Linked DNA regions of Rattus norvegicus: region 2 is linked to region 1. The links are chromatin contacts, called in public Hi-C maps. All regions are on one chromosome and are shown on one strand. The core of a region is the stretch at or near the end of the contact, and the rest is flanking DNA. Distances in the headings are between cores, read along the strand shown. Region 1 holds the start of Pex16 (peroxisomal biogenesis factor 16). Region 2 overlaps Cry2 (cryptochrome circadian regulator 2).

Region 1 (5,408 bases), core at 2,112-4,611:
GGGACATAGGGACAAGGATGACCTATGACCCTGAGAAGGAAAAAGTCACAGGCTAGGATAGCTGCACAGCAAGCAGAAAGCCCCACGGAACTCCACCTCCTCACCCATTCTCACCTAGTCATATCCACCACACCAGACAGGAGCCAGGGTGCCCACGATCGCTGACCCCATAAGCCCAGGCTGAGCACTGACGGTCAAGATGTCAAGGATGTCTCCAGTGCAGGGTCCAGCTCAGCTCCTCCCCAGCCCGCCTCCAGCACAGCTAAGGATACAGTGCAGCAGGGGCCGGGCGATATACAAAGACTCTGCAATGGTCTCCTGCAGTCCCAGAGGTGTTGGGGGTGTGCTCAGTTCCTCCTGCTGTTGTTTCTGCCGAATTTCCCGCTGCTGGGGGGCTCCCCAGTGCCTCGAGTGCAGGGATGGGCCTAGAACATAAAGACAAGGCAAGTGAGCCAGGAGCCAAAGTGGGTGATGACAGAAGCCAGTCCCTCAGGCTCACACTGACCTCAGCACCTAGGTGCCCAGTCCAGCTACATCTTCCACTTACTGTTCTGGAGGGTTCGCACCACTCTGTTTGACCGTTTTCCCACATATGACGGTTCCGGGCTGCCCAGATTGTGGTCGCCATCTAGCAGGTGTAGACAGGACATAACATAAGAGGGATACATTCCTAACAGAGCCTGTAGAGAACCTGTATGCAGTGAATGCTCAAGGAGCTACTCAGAGAACACAAGAGCCTGTCCTCAGGCAGTGGCTGAACAAGGAAATCACACCCAGAGACTGATCGGCAAGACATGATGGAAGCCCTCGGGAACTGACCCTGGCCCAGAAGAGGCCACCATCTCTCACAGTAAGTCAACCAAGAGCCTAGGCTTCCAAGATACTGGAGGAAGGAGAGGAGGGCCTATCCCATCAACATCTATCAGGGCTATGGGACCATGAAGCCATATTCTTTCAATGTGGGAGGCACATCACTGTCCCTGTTCAAGGTAAGGGGAAAGACTGAGGCTGACGGAGGGGCCCAAAGCAGCCAGGCGCCCTGGCCCTGCCTCTTGAGGCTACGGTTCAGGACACAGAACCAGGACCAAACATTTTGGCAGGACGCCTACCTTGTGCTGATGCTCTATCCCTAGTTCCTGCAGCCCACAACAGAGAAGGAGGATCTTGAACAAGTCCCAAGTGCAGGGACGGGAGTGTAGCTCAGTGGTAGAGCACTTGCCTCACATGTACAAGACACTGGGTTTGAGCGCCAGGATCTCAAACATAACCCCCCAAGTTTAAGTTCTAATTTTCCTCAAATCTTGTCTTTGTCTTCCTTATGGAATAAATGAGTGCTGAGCTGACAGGAAGTGTGCTCCAGAACTACAGAGAAGCCCCACCTCCCACTCCACTCCGGGTAGAGAAGCAGCTTACCCAAGGGCTGTGCCTGGGTCTCCCTGTCCAGTGGCACAATGGGGGGTGATGTCTGAATGCCAGTCTTGAACCAGATCAGCAAGAACATGCGCAGGACTGCCCTAATTGGGGGATTATGGCGCAGTTAGGGGAAAGTGGCTAGAAGGCCGGCAGCAAGGCTGCTCTGCTGAGCACCCTCATTGCTGGACTGGGTCACCCCACCAGAATCCTGCCCTCCACAACCCAACCTACTTGGCCAGCTGGATGAGAGCAATGACGAGCCAACGGCCTACTTCGCCCCACACCTTGGCAGCCCCCATCTCCATGAACACCTCCACACATTCCAGTACACTCAGCCATGTCAGCAACTTCTGCTGGGACAGCGACTGCAAGAAGCCCAGAGGTCAGGGAGCTTCTCTGGCCCCAAGTGCTGTCCTAGAGAAAGAGGGCTGCTCCAGCAGGTGGGGACGTCCCCCTTTCTAAACCTGAATTCAATTCCACTGAGTTCTAACACCTGAGTTCAATTCCACTGCTACCAGGCTGGCTGGCCTGGGACAGGCCTTTCTAGCTCTCTAAAACTTCATGCGTGAGACAATTGGTCTGAGGCTCACGTGGACGTGCCTCACACGCTGAGACTACAACATGGCCACACATGCTGGTCATTACTGTTTTCTTCCCAAGTCCCTGAGCTCCCCACCCTCAGCTCCTGGTAAAATTCTCACCACAGGCAACTTTTTTCGAAGCTCCTTCCGAAGGATCCCGTCATTGAGCAGCACAAGCAGGTTAGAGGCAGAGTACACTGAGAAGCAGAACGTGGTCTTAAGAGGCTGGCTCTGTTGTGGCCTTCACCCCTCTCACCTTTACCCCAGAACTCTACCAATCACAGCTACCCACAGACTGTGTGGAAACCAACAAGCCTCTCCTCCCACCTCCTCAGAGCCCCATTCTCTCCAAGATGACATCTGAGCCAATAAGAAATGAGCTGATTAGAGTGACAAGCCAGCCCTTGCTCTGCTGGACAGCACCGGTTACTGAGCTGCTCAGAACTGCCTGTCATGTTCCAAACAGCCAAGTGCGTGGCCCCACCACCCCCACCTTTGCTCTCTGCAGATGGTCCCCCTGAAGGGCTACATCACACCTCCCTTTCAAAACCTGCCTCATCCTTTCACAAGCTTCACTATCCCACTAAACAAACACTGCTGAGGACTTAAATGGCATGGAGGTTGTGACATTTGAATATTGGCCCTGACAGCAAGGACTTTTCTCCAGCCTCACTGAACTTTCATTCCCTTAACAGAACAACAGAACCTCTCTTATACTTAGAGGACTGATGACTAGCAAGGTCAGGAAAGTTGCTTAATCCTGAGCAAAACTAGTTGCGAATAGCCAGTCAAAGTCCTCACATGTCTCCTAACTCTGGAAACACCAAGTGTACTGGACAGTGGACAGCTGATCTAGAGGGAAGCTCAGGACCTACAGCCAGGGTTCCTCTGGAAGCCTTCTCTCTCCCCAGCCCAGAGTTCAACTCACCCAACTCAGACAGCTCGTGGGAATCGGAGAAGCGACCTAGGGAAGAAGGTATAGAAGGCGTTGGTGAGGCGTTTCTTTTACCCTGCAGCTTTGGGTTTCCTAGTGTCCTATACGCCACAGGAACCTGGACAGAAGTCAAGCACTGTGACCACTACCATGGGTCAGCAGGAAAAGGGCCATAGGGTTCATGGTCAGGGACCCGAAGAAATGGGTCAAAGGTCAGTGTGGTACCTGCCAGCAGGTAACTGAGGCCCCGCACAGCCGTCTCCAGCTGGGCCGTGGCGGCTGGATGACGAGTCACGTACTCCTGGTAGCGTAGGCCCAGAAGCCGCAGCTTCTCCATCCTGCTCTGGCCACCGACAAGTCCCACCGGCCGACAGCACTGCTGGCAGCGGCGCCCTGCGTCCTGAGCCCTCCTTCCTGCTTCCGGCCCTAGGCCCGCCTCCAAGTTGCTCAACTTCCGCAGCCCAGGACTACTTAGACGCGCGGAACCCTTGAACGCCCCTTCACCCCATCTCTAGCGCCTCCTCCCCGCGACTGTGAGCTCCCACCCTCCCTCCTTCCAGCCATTGGCTCCTTCACTCTCCGCCCTGAAGCTCCCTAGAGCCTCCGGCACCCAATCTTCAGCCTTCTTGGTTGGCTGTCTTGGCGCCTGCGCAGTTACAGCTTGACGGCAGCCTAAACAGTTCATACTAGAGAAGGGCGTACGAAGCCTCAGACTTTGTCAGCAGATCGCCGAGAGCTCGAACGGGAGGTTCGGGAAGCAAAGAGCTTGGGGTTTAAGGCACAGGGAACCTCGAAACTGTTGTAAATGGGTCTCAGCAGCCGTCAGTCTCCAAAAACCGGTGCCCGGGAAACAGGCAAACCTAGCCAGCAGATTTAGGACAATGGTTTCGGCTCCAGCTTCTTCAGAACATGTGGACCCCCAAAACCCGTACCCGATGACAACCTACGCGGAGAATACCCTGCCTATCCCTTTGCTCTCCATTTAGGGGTGACCCTGCGCATTAGCTTTCCTGATCTGCACCTCGGGTTTCATCTACAAATTATTTGGGCCCGACTTGGACCTTGAACTCGGAACGAATCCCAGCATTTTCTGGCCCTTGGATGCACTTCCAGGCTCTCAGCTGTGCCCCAAGGGTTGGTGGTAACTCCTAAGGATCCATTCCTGAACAGAGCTACAAGGCTGCCTAGAGTCCAGGTGCTGCAGAAGAGGAGGGAGGGAATCGCTCCTGGGAGGCAGTTGATTGGCTGTGGGAAGAGGGGGCTTGGCAAGTCTGCGCCATTGCGGACTCCCCCCGCGAATATATGGTATACAAAGAATTGTAATACATTTATTTAATACCCTGTAGATATTATCTTCAGACAAGGGCAGAATATGTCCAATTACGCCCCTCCAGTATATTACATGCATGTACGAGAATGTCATATGAAACCCATTATTTTGGTTTGCTTGTTTTAAGACAGGATCTCACGGTGTATCCCTGGCTGGTACAATACATAGAGATCTGCCCTAAGTCTGCCTCCCAAGTGCCGGGATTATAAGGCATGTGCCAGCACAAGAGGCGAAGCACATTGTTTTGTACAATTAGCATACACTAATAAAAATTCTCATAAGGGAGCTGGAGAGATGGGCCAGGGGTTAAGAAATGCTCATTCAGTAATCTTTAAAAGCTGGGCATGATGCTAGAGAGATGACTTGGAATAAAAGAGCACTCGTTTTTGCAGAGGACCCATATTGGTGGCCTGCAACCCTCCATAATTCCAGTTTTAGGGCATTCAGTGCCTTCTTATGATCTCTGCAGGCACAAATGTGATTATACATAAAGACATGCAGGCCAAACTCATATTCACACAATGAAATAAAATTTAAAATAAAAAGCTGGACTTAGCGCCACATCCCTGTAAGTAATTCCAGCACTCTGGAGTCAGTCAAGAGGATGGTTGCAAGTTCAAAGGCAGCCTCTCCCATGTAGTGAGTTCCAGGTTAGCCTGGGCTAGAGTAAGACTTTGTTTTTAAAAATCAAATCTAAGTTAATTTTTAAAGTGCCTGCTGTGTCATGACTGAAATGCTGCTGTGGTCTTAGCCAGAGCAGGGCCATTTTAAGCAGCACACTCACCAGGAAGTCACAACATACCTCCACTTCTTTCCCTTTCTTTTTCTTTTTCCTTTTCTTTATGTATGTGAGGACACTGTAGCTGTCTTCAGACACACCAGAAGAGGGCATCAGATCCCATTACAGATAGTTGTGAGCCACCATGTGGTTGCTGGGAATTGAACACGGGACCTCTGGAAAACCAGCCAGTGCTCTTAACCACTGAGCCATCTCTCCAGCTCCTCTTTCCCTTTCTTTAATCAGTGTGGAGCCAAGCTCCCGCTGTTGCCAACCACACTCATGCCAGTGTCAGCAAAGTTTCACGGAAAGGTGTGGTAAGCCTCAGAAGAGTCTGTGGTATGGGCACTGTGAAGTCTTCCTTCACCCTGT
Region 2 (5,408 bases), core at 1,860-4,359, 35 kb before region 1:
AAAGTGAATTTCCCTGTGAGCACTTATCAATTGGAAGTAGCTTCTGGGTTAGTGATGGGTGTGTCCACTTCCTCTGATGTGGGATCTCTTCTGACTTAGACCTGTGCAGGCCCTGTGCGTGCAGCCAGTCTGCGTGAGCTCGCTGAGCTTCAGCCCTGCTGTCTAGCAGGCCTGGTTTCTACGCTGTCTTCCATCCCCTCTGACTCTTACAGTCTTTTCATCTCCTCTTACAAAGAGCTCCCTGAGCCGAGGGGAGAGATTTGATGGAGACATTCCTATTTAGGACTGAGAATCCTGAAGTGTCTCACTCTCTGACTTTGTCCAGTTGTGGGTCCCTGTATTTGTTCCCATCTACTGCAAGAGGAAACTTCTAATGATGGCAGAGCAAGACACTCTATGACTATCTGAATGTCACTGGGAGTCATTTTATTGCTACATTCCTTTAACAAAATGGTAATGTTTGGTTTTCCTATAGGTTCGTGGCCCCTGGGCAGTGTCAGGGATGGCCTCATCTCATGGAGTGGGTCTTGAATTCACGTTGTACCAGTGTGTTACAGGCAGGCCACCATTGTAGACCAGAGGGTTTGCAACTGGTAGCGTGCAGAGCACTGTGAGCTCTCATTAGTAGGGGAAGGTGCTAAGTAGACACCACTCGCCCTCTCTAGGTTCAGTGAGTTGTTTAGCTGTTCAGATTTCATGTTTTTAGTTGCTGACGATGTGTAACATCCCATCAGGTTTCTAGAAGGTAGAGCCACAGGATTCAGAGTAGTCTTGAAGAATTTGGTTCCCGTGACAGTTCCATGGCACCACTTATTCCCCCAACCCACCGCTTAAGCCATTCCTGTTGCCCAGGGCAGGGCTGCATGTTGCACACTGTGAATCTTTGAAGTATCGACCCTCTATGCACCTCAGGGATTTGGAGCCACGGCTCTTGGGAGACACTCCAGGTTGTTCTGTGCAGGAGACACAGTGCTAAGAGCCAGGCAGGCTCTCATCTCTGTGTACTGTGCCCTCCTCTTAGGTGAAGAGGAACAGCACACCCCCCCTCTCCTTATTTGGACAACTCCTATGGCGAGAATTCTTCTATACAGCGGCCACCAACAACCCCAGGTTTGACCGAATGGAGGGGAACCCCATCTGCATCCAGATCCCCTGGGACCGCAACCCCGAAGCCCTGGCCAAGTGGGCCGAGGGCAAGACAGGCTTCCCTTGGATTGACGCCATCATGACCCAACTGAGGCAGGAGGGCTGGATCCACCACCTGGCCCGGCACGCTGTGGCCTGCTTCCTCACCCGAGGGGACCTCTGGGTCAGCTGGGAGAGCGGGGTCCGGGTGAGTGCAAACTGGCCTGAACCCTGTGACCAGGCCTAGCCAAGGGCAGCTCCTTGTAGGCTGGGGCTGGGGTGGGATTCCTGGGTCCAGGAGATCCCTCTGCATCCTCTGGGCCCTCAACAGAAGGCTTTGGCGCCCTGAGGGTATTACAGATTTGGAAAGAACCAGAGGCGTCGGGTTTCCAAGGAGGCTGGTTTTCCCCCATCTAGGTATTTGATGAGTTGCTCCTGGATGCAGATTTCAGCGTGAATGCAGGCAGCTGGATGTGGCTGTCCTGCAGTGCTTTCTTCCAACAGTTCTTCCACTGCTACTGCCCTGTGGGCTTTGGCCGACGCACGGACCCCAGTGGGGACTACATCCGGTAAGGATGCACACCAGACTCTTTGACTCTGGACCACTGTGGCCTCCTCCTGGACTGGGGTACCCTAGACCCTTTAAAGAAGAGTCACAGTGTGCTGACACATTACCTGATGTGTGTTTCAGGCGATACCTGCCCAAACTGAAAGGCTTCCCCTCTCGATATATCTATGAGCCCTGGAATGCTCCCGAGTCGGTTCAGAAGGCCGCTAAGTGCATCATTGGCGTGGACTACCCACGGCCCATCGTCAACCACGCAGAGACTAGTCGGCTCAACATTGAGCGGATGAAGCAGATCTACCAACAGCTGTCACGATACCGGGGGCTCTGTAAGGACCCCTCCCCCACTGGCATGTCACTCACCAGGGAGGGCTTGACCTGAAAGCTTGTGCAGGTGTTTGCTGCCCCCAGGCCGTGGTAGACACTGCAGGCTGGGCCAGGGTGGGCTGCTGAAGCAGCTGTGGGATGTTGGAAAAGATGGAGACTGTGTCCTGGTCCTGCGCTCCTGGCTCATTTGTCTCCCATGACTTGCAGCCCTCTTAATCTTGTGTGTGTTCTGACTACCCTTTACTTAATCCCCCAGGTCTGTTGGCATCTGTCCCTTCCTGTGTAGAAGACCTCAGTCACCCTGTGGCAGAGCCTGGTTCTAGCCAGGCTGGGAGCATCAGCAACACAGGTGACCAGTCTGTGGCCTGTGCCACCACCACATTAGTCATTCAGGGCTGAGGCCAAGAGAACACTTGGCTGGGGAGGTTGATATCCCACCTAGGCACAGTCAGACAATCAAGTAAGGACATTCACCTAAGGATTTTAGAGGGAAGTAGCGCTGAGTGCTTGATGTGGGACTGGGGACAGGGCTCCTTTAGGATCAGCCTGAGGGCACCTCTTTAAGCACTGTTTAGCATCATCTTGATAAGAACCACGAAAGGAAGTAGCAAGAAGGCCCCAAAAGCAGGCTTGAACAGAGCCCACTCTAGGAGCAGAAGGATCAGAATCAGGGATGAGGGGAGCAGGGCAGCTTTGGCACAGGCTGCCCTGCCTTCCTGCACTGAAGGTAGTCAGCAGGGCAAGGCAAAACCCCACTGCCTGCCACAGAAACAGTAAACAATGGGGAGATGAGGAGGAAGGTGGCTCAGGGTGTGGGCAGGAGAAGCGGCAGGAAAGAGCAAGGGTGCTGGTCAGTTTGGGATGCTCCACAACATAAAAGTTGCCAAAACCCTGGGATTTTCCCAGGACTGCAAAGGAAAGCCTTACCCTCCGAGCAAGGACTGCTCTGTGCCACATCAGTCTCTGGCCCGGAGCCAGGGATCTGCGCAGCAGAAGTTGGCCCACTGCCAGCAGGCTGGGCCAGGCCTCCTCCTGCAGCCAAGTGAGGTCACCGCTGAAAAGGAGGTCAGGGCAGGGCTCCCTTCCCCAAGAGCAGTCACTGCACAGCACGAGACCATTGCGGTATGTAACCATGACTTGTTTCTGTGTGGGTCACTCTCCACAGGCCCCAGACCACTGTCCAGTGGCCCAGCCTCCCCCAAACGCAAGCTGGAAGCAGCTGAGGAACCTCCAGGTGAAGAACTGAGCAAGCGGGCTAGAGTGACAGTGACTCAGATGCCTGCCCAGGAGCCACCAAGCAAGGACTCCTGAGAGTGAGTCCGCGCAGAGGGGGGCAGGCTGTGGTTTAAAAAGCTGTCGCTTGCCAGATGGAGGTTCAAACAGCAAAACAGATCAAAATCTTATGGGGGTCCTATTTTAGCTCAAAATCCCACCATTCTGGCTTTCATACCTTCTAAACCAGTAGTTCTCAACCTCGTAATGCTGCAGCCCTCAAATGCAGTTCCTCACATCGTGGTGACCCGAACCATAGAGTTAATCTCATTGCTACTTCAGACATGTAAGTTTGCCCCTGTTGTGACTCATCATGTAAGCATCTGAGAGTCAAGGTATCTAATATGCAGTGCCCAAAGGGGTCACAGCCCACAGGTTGAGAACCACTCCTCTAAACCTTTATTGGAGGGGAGGGGGTGGTTCGTTTATTTGTTTGAGACAGAGCTTCACTGGGTAGTTGAGGATAATTTTGGACCTGTAGCAATCCTCCTGCCTCATACTCCTGAGTGCTGGAATTTCAGATGTGAGCCACCATGTCTAGTTTACCCTCTAAAACTTAAAAGGAGAAAAAAAATGTTTTTAAGGACGAAGGGTTTATTTTGGAAGAAATAAATTTAGAAGTTGAAACCCTTTGATTTATGGCAAGGGTGAAGTGGGAGAGGGGGTAGTTTTGTTCTTTTTGTTTCCTTGACCTTTCTGGCTCTTAACATGAGCAAAACATGAGGTCCTGATGTGAGGCTATGAAGCAGTGGTGGGAGGCTGTGTTCTGTAGGCAGGCCACAGGAGGGCGACACTGAGGTTCAGATGGCAGGAAAGGGCTCAGCCCAGCCTTGGGGGATCAGAGGGCCCAGTTGTCTCTGCCTCTGCTTGCAGGGTCTCTTCTCTTCTCACTGGAGCTCATCTTTCTGCATCCGCAGTCATTCACAGAGGAAAGAGGCAAACAGAGAGGGAGGGCGTGTCAGTGTCAGCCTCCGCCCTGTTCCTCCTTCCCGAGGCAGGAAGGTTTCTAGGCCAGCACTGGAGAAGTGTAGGTCGCCATCCTCCCAGTCAGGCTGTTCCCGACACCTGCATCAGTAGATTGGAGGTGCTTTCCACCATGGAACTGCTTGGGTCTTCTCTGGTCCTGATCACTCAGGGCCTCCCTCAGCGGGGCTTCTGCAGTGTCTTGGTTTATGTGCTTATCCAGGTGGCAGGCACTTAGTGCTTTGTCCTCTAGACATTGCCAGCAGGAGGACAAGGTTGTGCTGCCTTGTCCCTGGAAGAGCCACCACCATAGATGCCATGTTCTCTGTGGTGCTAAGCACAGAGTGTGATAGCTAATGAATTTGCTTGGTTAACTTCCTGCCAGGCTGGTGCTGAAGGACAGGAATTCCTGCAGAGCTGCTGGTCTTCCATATGCATATGTACTGGTCAAAGAAGCTGGGTTCTGATGTCAGTGAAGAATGGCAGCAGCAGCAGCAGAGTAGATGCCCTTAGCAGCAAGGAGCTCAGTCAGACAGAAGCAGCCCTGCTTTTCCCTCGGATCTCCATATCTGGGCTACTGCTGTAAGGCACCGCCCTGGGGAGACTCCTACCCTTCAGTTAGACCTTCTAGAGCATGTCCACACAGACCCACTTGGAGACAAGTCCCTTGCTCCCAAATCCAATCAAGATGACAACTAATATTAACCCTCATGTCTGTGAAATGCTTTGTAGCTCTTGTCACCTGCCCTACTGTTGGGGCACACAGACTAGGATGTCAAGGAGAAAGTCAGAAGTTTTATCTGAAAAGTCTAACTGAGAGAAGCACACAGGCAGAGGGAGACTCAGAGAGGCCTTGCATGTGCTTCCAAGTGACTTTGATCACATGACTGGTGGGTCACAGAGAGGAAGGAGGCTGTGGGCCCAGTCAGTTGTGTGGATGGGAAGATGTGTCCCCTTCTGCCTATCTCTAGTCATGTGACTTGGACTTGAGGCCAAGGGTCTGAGTGATCCTTCCCCGAGTTCAGTCTCTTAGCTCTGCTCTGCAGCACTGAGATCCTGCTGTTAATGAGCAGTCATTACACTTTAAATCAGTACTCCAGAAAAACATCTCTAGCTTCCATGCTCACCTTAAACCCATGCCAACCGAATGTTCTAC

The links. A called contact is a pair of places that touch in the nucleus more often than the background predicts.
Region 2: a Hi-C map of liver shows a contact between it and region 1, with 2.0 times the contacts expected there. The contact joins the enhancer-like site here to the promoter of Pex16 in region 1. A contact is called at or near these places in 2 of 12 Hi-C or Micro-C datasets (both in liver).

Annotation. Positions count from the first base shown.
Region 1 is chr3:98,800,698-98,806,105 of GRCr8, reverse strand. It overlaps Pex16 (peroxisomal biogenesis factor 16), which reads right to left and starts at 3,361. Exons shown (of 11, transcript NM_001012088.2): 1 at 3,154-3,361; 2 at 2,923-2,958; 3 at 2,115-2,191; 4 at 1,645-1,778; 5 at 1,414-1,514; 6 at 548-628; 7 at 273-425; 8 at 115-187. The coding sequence starts at 3,265.
Region 2 is chr3:98,835,387-98,840,794 of GRCr8, reverse strand. Cry2 (cryptochrome circadian regulator 2) reads left to right here. Exons shown (of 12, transcript NM_133405.2): 7 at 1,022-1,333; 8 at 1,543-1,694; 9 at 1,817-2,019; 10 at 2,274-2,366; 11 at 3,183-3,330. The coding sequence ends at 3,328. Among named protein-coding and RNA genes, the nearest start is that of Mapk8ip1, 18 kb to the right of the region's middle. Within about 2 kb of position 3,109, at least 60 of the 93 cell types and tissues checked have an H3K27ac peak or open chromatin away from gene starts, as enhancers often do. A contact at or near this core is called in liver, where this site is marked.